Linked DNA regions of Sus scrofa: region 1 is linked to region 2. Evidence: chromatin contacts called from public HiChIP or PLAC-seq data. All regions are on one chromosome and are shown on one strand. Each heading gives the region's core, a stretch centred on a gene start, on an enhancer-like site or on the middle of the called end of the contact. The rest is flanking DNA. Distances are from core to core; before and after follow the strand shown. Region 1 overlaps ADAMTSL1 (ADAMTS-like protein 1). Region 2 overlaps ADAMTSL1 (ADAMTS-like protein 1).

The links. HiChIP or PLAC-seq counts read pairs in DNA pulled down with a chosen protein or histone mark.
Region 1: an H3K27ac HiChIP or PLAC-seq map of skeletal muscle shows a contact between it and region 2. The contact joins two enhancer-like sites. A contact is called at or near these places in 3 of 47 Hi-C or Micro-C datasets (fetal heart ventricle, heart right ventricle and skeletal muscle) and 1 of 2 datasets of contacts at active chromatin or transcription factors (skeletal muscle).

Annotation. Positions count from the first base shown.
Region 1 is chr1:204,419,039-204,423,280 of Sscrofa11.1, forward strand. All of the region lies in intron 2 of ADAMTSL1 (ADAMTS-like protein 1), which reads right to left. Among named protein-coding and RNA genes, the nearest start is that of ADAMTSL1, 520 kb to the right of the region's middle. Within about 2 kb of position 1,888, at least 25 of the 83 cell types and tissues checked have an H3K27ac peak or open chromatin away from gene starts, as enhancers often do. A contact at or near this core is called in skeletal muscle, where this site is marked.
Region 2 is chr1:204,156,376-204,160,416 of Sscrofa11.1, forward strand. It overlaps ADAMTSL1 (ADAMTS-like protein 1), which reads right to left. Exons shown (of 30, transcript XM_021074260.1): 16 at 3,644-3,773. Among named protein-coding and RNA genes, the nearest start is that of SAXO1, 370 kb to the left of the region's middle. Within about 2 kb of position 1,671, at least 4 of the 83 cell types and tissues checked have an H3K27ac peak or open chromatin away from gene starts, as enhancers often do. A contact at or near this core is called in skeletal muscle, where this site is marked.

The DNA.
Region 1 (4,242 bases), core at 638-3,137, 260 kb after region 2:
TTTCTCATTTCCTTATATCTGCTCCATATACTTCTGAAAACGGAATCTCTTCAGTTAGCAATAACAACGAGCAAATCCAGTTGTTGGTACGTTATGTGTTCTTTACTCCATTGCTGGAACATATCATCAAAGCAAAGTTAAGACAAAGGCACTGGGGTGATCATGTTGTCTGAGGAACAGTGCTGGATAGGGGAGTCCCTGGCAGGGCTGGCCGGTCGGTCATGACCTAGGGAAAATGACTCTTTGTTTCTTAAGATGCTTCTAGACAGCAACAAAGAACCAAAAAGAACTTTGCAGAACACCAATATGGAATCATTTAAAAAGAATAAGGAAGAAAAAGACCGGCTACCCGGTCTTGGCTTACAGTGCGGGAGTGTGTGTGTAGGTGGGGGAGGGGGTACAAGGGCTCTGGAAGGGAGCCCTGGCGGCTCTGTCTTCCCTGGGTGCTGGGGCGGGGGGGGGGGGGGGCTCGAACACTTGGTGAAATGCACACTTGGTGAAATGCACATTTGGTGAAATGCAAAGATCAATCAGATTCACAGGGCAGTGGGGTAGTGGGGGCGGGAGTCAGAGAGGGGGGCTGCCCTGTGTGTCCAGACCCTCTCTGCGCCTGCTTGTCTGTTTGGGTAAGCCTAAACTGAGCGCAGGGTCCTCACTGGCTGCCGAGGAGCTGGCGCCGGGCAAGAGACTTGCAGCCAACAACAGCAAATGGTGGCGGTGAAGAGGAAGCCTGCGGTGCTGCAGCCCCCTCTAGGGTAACATTTAGGAGCATGAGAAGAAAGGCAATGCAAGAGGGCAGCTTGGAAGGAAGGGACAGGCTTGAAATTCGAGCGAGGGGACCGGACTGGAGAGAGGTGGGGGGAAGCCAGCAGTAGTTCCAAAATACCGCGTCAGGTCCTGCTGACACCAAAGCAAAAACATCCCTCACCACCCCAGGGGCTGGGAGGCTGAGTTCACTTGTCCATGGGGGTGGCTGCCCTAGTGGTGTTGGGTTCCTTGACAGAGATCAAAAGGGGAGCTTGCTGCTCTTAGAGCAGAACTCTGCATACACTCTTCAGAGAGGTGCTCTGTTTTCACCAGAAGTTATTTTTCAAAAATAACAAGTTTGGGGTTTCTCTCTCCTTCGATGTCTCCTTTCATTCATATTCTGATTCTGTCTCTCTCTTCTCTCCTTTCTTTCTTCTGGTCGTGATTAAGACCAGAAGTGCTCAATTAATGCTATCCTGTTGCATAAGGCCAATGAAGAGAACTGTTATTTGGCTCAATGTTATCTGGCCTGATGTGGTGAATAAACAAGACCCGGTGCAGGGCCCACCAGGCACGTGGTGGCAAGAGTCCCCACAGCCCCTCTTCTGCCCATGCCATCGTGCAGCCTGGATTAGCAAGCAGGGCTGTATAATTGCCAGGAGAATGGTGCCTGATCTTGGCATTGAAAGTGTATCAGTGTTAACAGCTGGGTGCCTATGTCATGCTCAATGACGATTTAGTGGCAACATCGGATATCAGATTAGCCAGGCTAGCAGGCAGGGGCTGTCTTCTTGCCAAAGCTGTGCAGCTCCAAAGGTCACGGTGACCTCCTGGGCTTAATATTGGTATTTAATGAAATGCCTTCCTTATCACTCTTCTCGGCCAAGGGCTTTATTTCTGAGAAGAGCTTCCAAATATAACATGATCTAGTGTCCTGGGTTGCCTTGCTAAACTCCCAAGAGGTGCCTCTGTACCTCAGACTCTGAATGGGTGGTGAGCTAGGAACAAAGATATAAGGGAATTCAGAAAGGGAGGGAGCCAACAGGAACGGTCAATCAGGATAGGACTTGTGTTATCCCAATGAGTTTAGACTTGACCTTGTAGCAGTGAGAAGGCAGTTATAGGATCTTATACTTTATACAAAACAGAGTCAGAGACTGCAGGCTGTTGTGACTGAAAAAGGAAGCCCCATTGCTCCCAATGGGAGAGAGAAGTGAGGTCTGAACCACACTATTAGCAGCAGAAACAGAGGGAAGGGAAGGACGCAAGAGATATGAAGGTGGTAAAATTTACAGGACATGGTGACTACTTGGAAGTGGGACATGAGAAAGAGAGCATGTCTGGCTCTAGAAATCCAGCTGCATGGGTGCTGCTGCCCTTAAAAAATGATGGGTTATTAAGAAGTAGGTTTGGGAGTTCCCATTGTGGCTCAGTGGGTAACGAATCCGACTAGGAACGATGAGGTTGTGGGTTCGATCCCTGGCCTTGCTCAGTAGGTTAAGGATCCGGCATTGGGATCCTGCGTTGCTGTGGCTGTGGTGTAGGCCAGCAGCTGTGGCTCCGATTCGACCCCTAGCCTGGGAACCTCCATATGCCACAGGAGTGGCCCAAGAAATGGCAAAAAAGACAAAAAAAAAAAAAAAAAAAAAAAAGTAGGTTTGCCAAGAATGCTGGAGTGGAGCTAGTGAGTTCATTTGTGATGTGCAGAGTGTGATGTGCATAGCAACCACCAATGTCCTTCAATGGGGACCCCTCTTTGCTGCAGCGAATCACCTTGCCAAAGACTACAACCCTCCTAGATGATGGCCTATTGCCAGTGACTGGTTGATGCCTGGGTACAAAGGCCCATTCCCCCTGGCTTCAATTTAGGACAACTCTGAATAATTATTCCAGCTCTAGAGCCCCCCTTCGGCTTGGTCACAGCCTCCTTGTGGGTCAGCTTTTACCTCTACCTGCCTGTCCTTTCTCTTCCTTACAGGTGTGTCTCCCAAGGATCCTCCCCAACAATCCTTCTGCAGGTAAATCTCTACCCATCCCAGGGTAGAGACACTTCCAGGGACACTTTATAAGAGAGTGTGGTTAGAAGAAAAGGATTCCAGAGGATGGCTAAGAAAATAGAAAATATATAGTTTTGAAACCTAAAGGAAGAGTAAAGTTTCTGGGAACAGATAGGAGTTGATAGTATCAAATACCACAGAGAGCTGTAGAGTAAAAAAGGGCTGAGAAGTATTCACTGAACAGCCAGGAGGTAAGCCATGGATAACTATGACCAGGGCTGTTTAAAGGAGCAATAGTGTAGAAGACAATTTGCAGTGGGTCCACTGGGAACCATATCTAGTCACCTACGATGGAGTGTGATAATGTGTGTATGTATGACTGGGTCACCTTGCTGTATAGTAGAAAATTGACAGAACACTGTAAACCAGCTATAATAGAAAAAAATAAAAATCATTTGAGACTTAAAAAAAAAAAGAACAACACAGGCACGTGGAGAGAGTCAGTGTAGACTGCTGTTTGAAGAATCATGTCTGTGGAGACTCCGAGAGAGGTCTGGTGGTGGAAGTTAGGGAAGGAGATAAGGTCAAGGTCCCCATGAATTGAAAAGAACAGACTGAGACAAAATAGCCAAAGGAAAGAAAGATGATGATGCCACTGGGGAAAGAGGAGAACATGAATAAAGCAATGTGTTTGAGGTGGGCAGGATGCCATGCCAGCCATGTCTTTCTGTCATACTGGCTGCGGGGAGGTGTGGAGGAGATGGAGGAAGCGAGCAAGACTGTTCACTATCTTCTACATCATGCCTCCAATCCTTCTCTGAGCACTGAACGTCACAACCTTCTTCAACTTCTTTCTGTCCTTGCTTCCCACTAGTCTCCTTCTGACTTGTAGCCCTCAAAACAACCCAGGCCACTGCAAGCACACCAAGGTCCCTCCACTTCGATTACCACTGGACCTTTTCTTATTATTTCCTTAGCCTGCCTTTCTGGATGTACCCAGGGTTAGGTGTTTTTAAATGTGTGCCTATTCTTTAAAGTAGATCAAATACTACCTAATGCACTCCTGTTTACTCTCTGTCCTGGCCTCAGCAACCTCTCCTCAGGTCTGTGAAGTGGACATGAGAAGTGAAGTGCACATCCACTTCTACCTTGCATACTCTCCCTGAGAATCCTTCCCTGGACTTCCATTCTTCTAGCTCACCAAATAGAGCCAATGCCCATTCCTAAGCCCCATTATACAGTCTAGCAGCAGTGCCATCCTTCATAGCATTTATGTGTTTGTGCAAATATTTGACTAAGTCTATTTTCCCTAGGAGATAATAAGTTTGTAAAGTCAAGGGTTCACCACAGAGTGGCTCCCAGAACAACTTTTGGCTGGATAAATAAATGAATACTTGTGACACTCTACCGTAGACTCATCTCACTTATGAAAAAACTAAATAAGATAACAAATTCCATAAGGACAGAAGCCAGACATTTCCATCTTTTTATTTCCTAA
Region 2 (4,041 bases), core at 421-2,920:
AACTTAAAAATAGTTACCATATGATCCTGAAATCACACTTCTGGGCATATATCCAGAGAAAATGCACCCCTGCATTTGTAGCAGTACGATTTACAACAGCCAAGACATGGAAGCAACCTAAAGGTCCATTGACAGAGGAATGGATAAAGATGTGGTACATATATACAATGAATACTACTCAGCCATAAAAAGGAATGAAATAATGCCATTTGCAGCAATACAGATGGACCTAGAGATTATCATACTAAGTGAAGTAAATCAGAGAAGCACAAATACCATATGATATCCCTTATATGTGGAAATTAAAGAAGTGATACAAACAAACTTATTTATAAAACAAAAATAGATTCACAGACATAGAAAACAGATTTATGGTTACCAAAGAGGGAAAGGGTGGGGAACAGATAAATTGGGAATTTGGGATTAACATATTCACTCTACTATATATAACTTAGGTAAACAACAAAGACCTACTGTAGAACACAGGGAAATATACTCAATATTTTGTAATAAGTATATTTGTAATAGATAATGGAAAAGAATCCAAAAAAGAATATGTATAATATATATAACCAAATCACTTTGCTATACACTTGAAACAAACATAACATTGTAAATTAACTATATTTCAATAAAAATTAAATCTGCATTAAAAATACAGTACTCGTCAATCAATAACTACTATTTTTTGAAGTGTTCTAAAAAAAAAATTCAGGGAGCCTGTGCACATGCATGAATGCACACACACACAGACACACACATAGTCACATATAGACACACACAACCTGGAATGATTGGAATACCTCCTGCTTGAGAACACAGCCTTTTTGCTGAGAATAGCCAGGCATGTGCAGCCATCAGTCTAAACCTGGTGAAAGCTGGACATGTGCTTCTGATACCAGGTCTGCCAATCACACAGAGGAAATTAGAGGGTAAGTTTCATCTTAGAAAGACAGCCTGGATCAGTCATGCCTTCTAGGGCCTTTGGTATTTCTTTGTGTGACCTGATAACTCTGACCGCGACACAAGAGAAAAAGCAGCTTCCTAACTGGTGATCAGTAAGACGAACAACTTCCTAGAAAAGCTCTTTCTCTTAACCAGCAACACCTCCTAGAGACACGAACCCAGTGACTAAGATGAGGAACATCACTTCCACATATCCCACAGGAAATGCTATTTTATTTTTTAACACATGGACATTCAGCACAAGCCAAGAACCCAAAAGCCAGTGTACAGAAACTTGAGGCCCATCAGGGTACATACCAAAATGTGCAAGGAACACTGATCCACAATAAGAATTGTGGATTTAAGATTTAAATTAGCCCCAAATGAAGTGTAGGTGCTTGGGAGACAACACAACCATGCCCCTTCTAAATACATTTTCTCTTTCATGCACATGACATCAACATTCAGAAGGAAATATTTTACCCCTGGATGTCAGACTGAAATATTCCACAGTAGATGCATCTCTACACATTTCACACTTTTAAGATGAAACTCTGCTTTGGCTCTTGGATGGAAGGTGATGGCAGCAAGTCATATCAGGTCACTTTGGCCCCCTTTGTTGTTTTAATTAGCATCATTCCACAAAGGCTCATCTGTGTCTAGTTGGCTGAAGAAAGCCCTGGCTGTGCCCAGCAAGAGGTCCTGTCTGTCAGTCTGATGGCTGGCTGGTGGACATCAAAGCACTGAGTTTATCTGGGGCAAATGCAGTAATGTCAAGTCCGGCAAAGGTCCTTGCCTTGGAGCCAATCAAAAGGTCATAGAGTAAGTCGGGCTTATCTAATTTAAGCATAGTCAGTACTTGGAGGATGGGAAGTAACATTTTGTGTCCTATTTCTCCTGCTGCCCTATGAAGGGAGGGGTTTAGTGGTTGTAAATCCCAGAAGACGTTCAGTTTCTCCCAATTAGTGACTCCTCGGCATTACCTCCTACAGCTCATCAGAGCATTTTGATGTTATCACAATGCTGCAATGTGCTTAGAAAGATCCCCCCTGCTGGTTTTGCAAGTGATGGTAAATAAGAGAACAGAAATGATATCAATTATCAGCACAGAGCAGCAGTAGCAGTAGTAGTCTAGTATCTCTGCCTTTAGAGTCACAAAGAGTTATGGGACTATTTGAGCAGGACACGATGACCTTGGATCATCTGGTACAGCTAGTTAGTTGTGCAGATGTGGAAACAGAAGGAGCAGACATCTTGCCCGATGGCACATAGCTAGTGGGTGGCAGAGCTAGGATGAGAAGCCAGGCCTCCTGACTGGCCAACCAAGGCCCTTGTAGGCTGTCTCTGCTGTAATCTTTCTGCTTCTTCCTGTTAAGGAGACTGCAGTCAAACAGAGGGGATTTGGACTCCTTGATCATGCAGTGAGGTCTCATGCTCGCTGGAGAATAGTGAGGTCGGGACAGAGATGTGGGCAGGGGTAGAAAAAGAGGTTTCTTAGGATTCTATGCACTAGATCTAGGCTTTTTTAGCCCAGCCCTTGGCTATTTTACTAGCTGCTGTTCTCATGGGAGGGGTGCTGCTCCAAGCAGTGGCTGACTGATTTTCTGGCTGCCTTGGCTGCCTTGGCGAATATGGCACTCATGGCCCTCTTCACTTCTGCATCTGAAGAGGGAAGCCAGACCCACCCTTTAGATCAATACAGGACAACTCTGGTGACAAGCAGGAGAGTGGGATGGTGCCCTGATCTGATCCAAGGAGACTAACAATCTATATCATCTAAGTCCCAAAGAAAGGCCCCTAGGTGGCTGGCAAGTGGGACAAGCAGCATTAGCTTGACCAGAAAACTATCCTTAATTCCTGCAGGCAACACATGGCTTCTTATGTGATACTTAGCAGAAATGGAAGAAATATTCTTCAAAAACAGCAACTGCCTCCATATCTAGGATATGACCTGGGAACATTCTTCACCCCATTGGCAGACTTGAAAGTCTGGCTCTGGTTCTTTCAAGGCCTCCCTTTGAAATCAGCCTCATGGATGAGATGGTTTAGCTTCTAGAGACTTGTTGCAAACAAGCATCTGAAGGCAAGTCTGTACAGACACAATAACATTGTGTGGACTGAAGCAGTGATTGGATTGACTGACTAAGACTCAAGGTTGGATAATAATGAGACCCAGGCAGGGCTGAACAATGAAATGCTCTATTGATTTTAGGCATGTGGATTGACACATGCCCCCCAGAGCATGCTATCATGAATCTGCATGCTGTGTGCATACAAATTTCACAGCAGATCTGTTATACTACCCAGATGCTTCAGTTCCTACAATCCACAAGCCAAATTGTTATTAGCATGCGAAGGCCTGGGATGCAGACTAAAAGGTGGCAGAGACCATAATGTCTGTGGTCAGTTCACATTTCCTCCAGGAGAAAGCAGCCATGTAGCCTGTGTACATATCGGCCACACCACCCGGCTTTGCTTTGGTGCATGGAGCCTTCCGGACCCTGAGCATGACCACTGGGCTGGAATTCCAAAGCCCTGGTTTCAATTAAATTTAAGCGGATTTGACTGAAAGTTTGAACTGATGCTAATTGGTTTTCAAAACACTGGGTAACAATAAGCATTCAGGTCTTGCCCACAGACAGACGCGCCCCATTCTGAACACACTCCTGGGCACCAGGGTGGCCAGTGCCCCCCTTACCTTGCCGGGCAGGGATCCAAACTGCAGGATTTCAGGAGCTGGGGGGGCCGCCGGCTGGTCACGCACAGGTTCTCGTCTGCGGGCTCTCGCGTCTGTTTGTTCAGGCAGCTCACCACAGCCTCTTGGACACCTGCGTACAGATCACAACGTCAGGCCCACATGGGCATGTGGGGGGCGAGCGGGTGGAGACAGGGTGGCTGGTGGGAGGTCTCTGGTAGGGAGGACCTGCTGCATGCTTGTCAGGCGGTTTAAAGCCTGGGACTGCCAGGGCTTGTCAGGCGTCACTCCATTTGTAGAAAGCACTCAGGAGCCTGTGCCCCTAAGAAGGGCAACTCCCCTAAAGAGGGGAGGCTGCTGCCAGCCCTGTTGAGATGCTTAAAAAAACCTGCTAGCCAGCT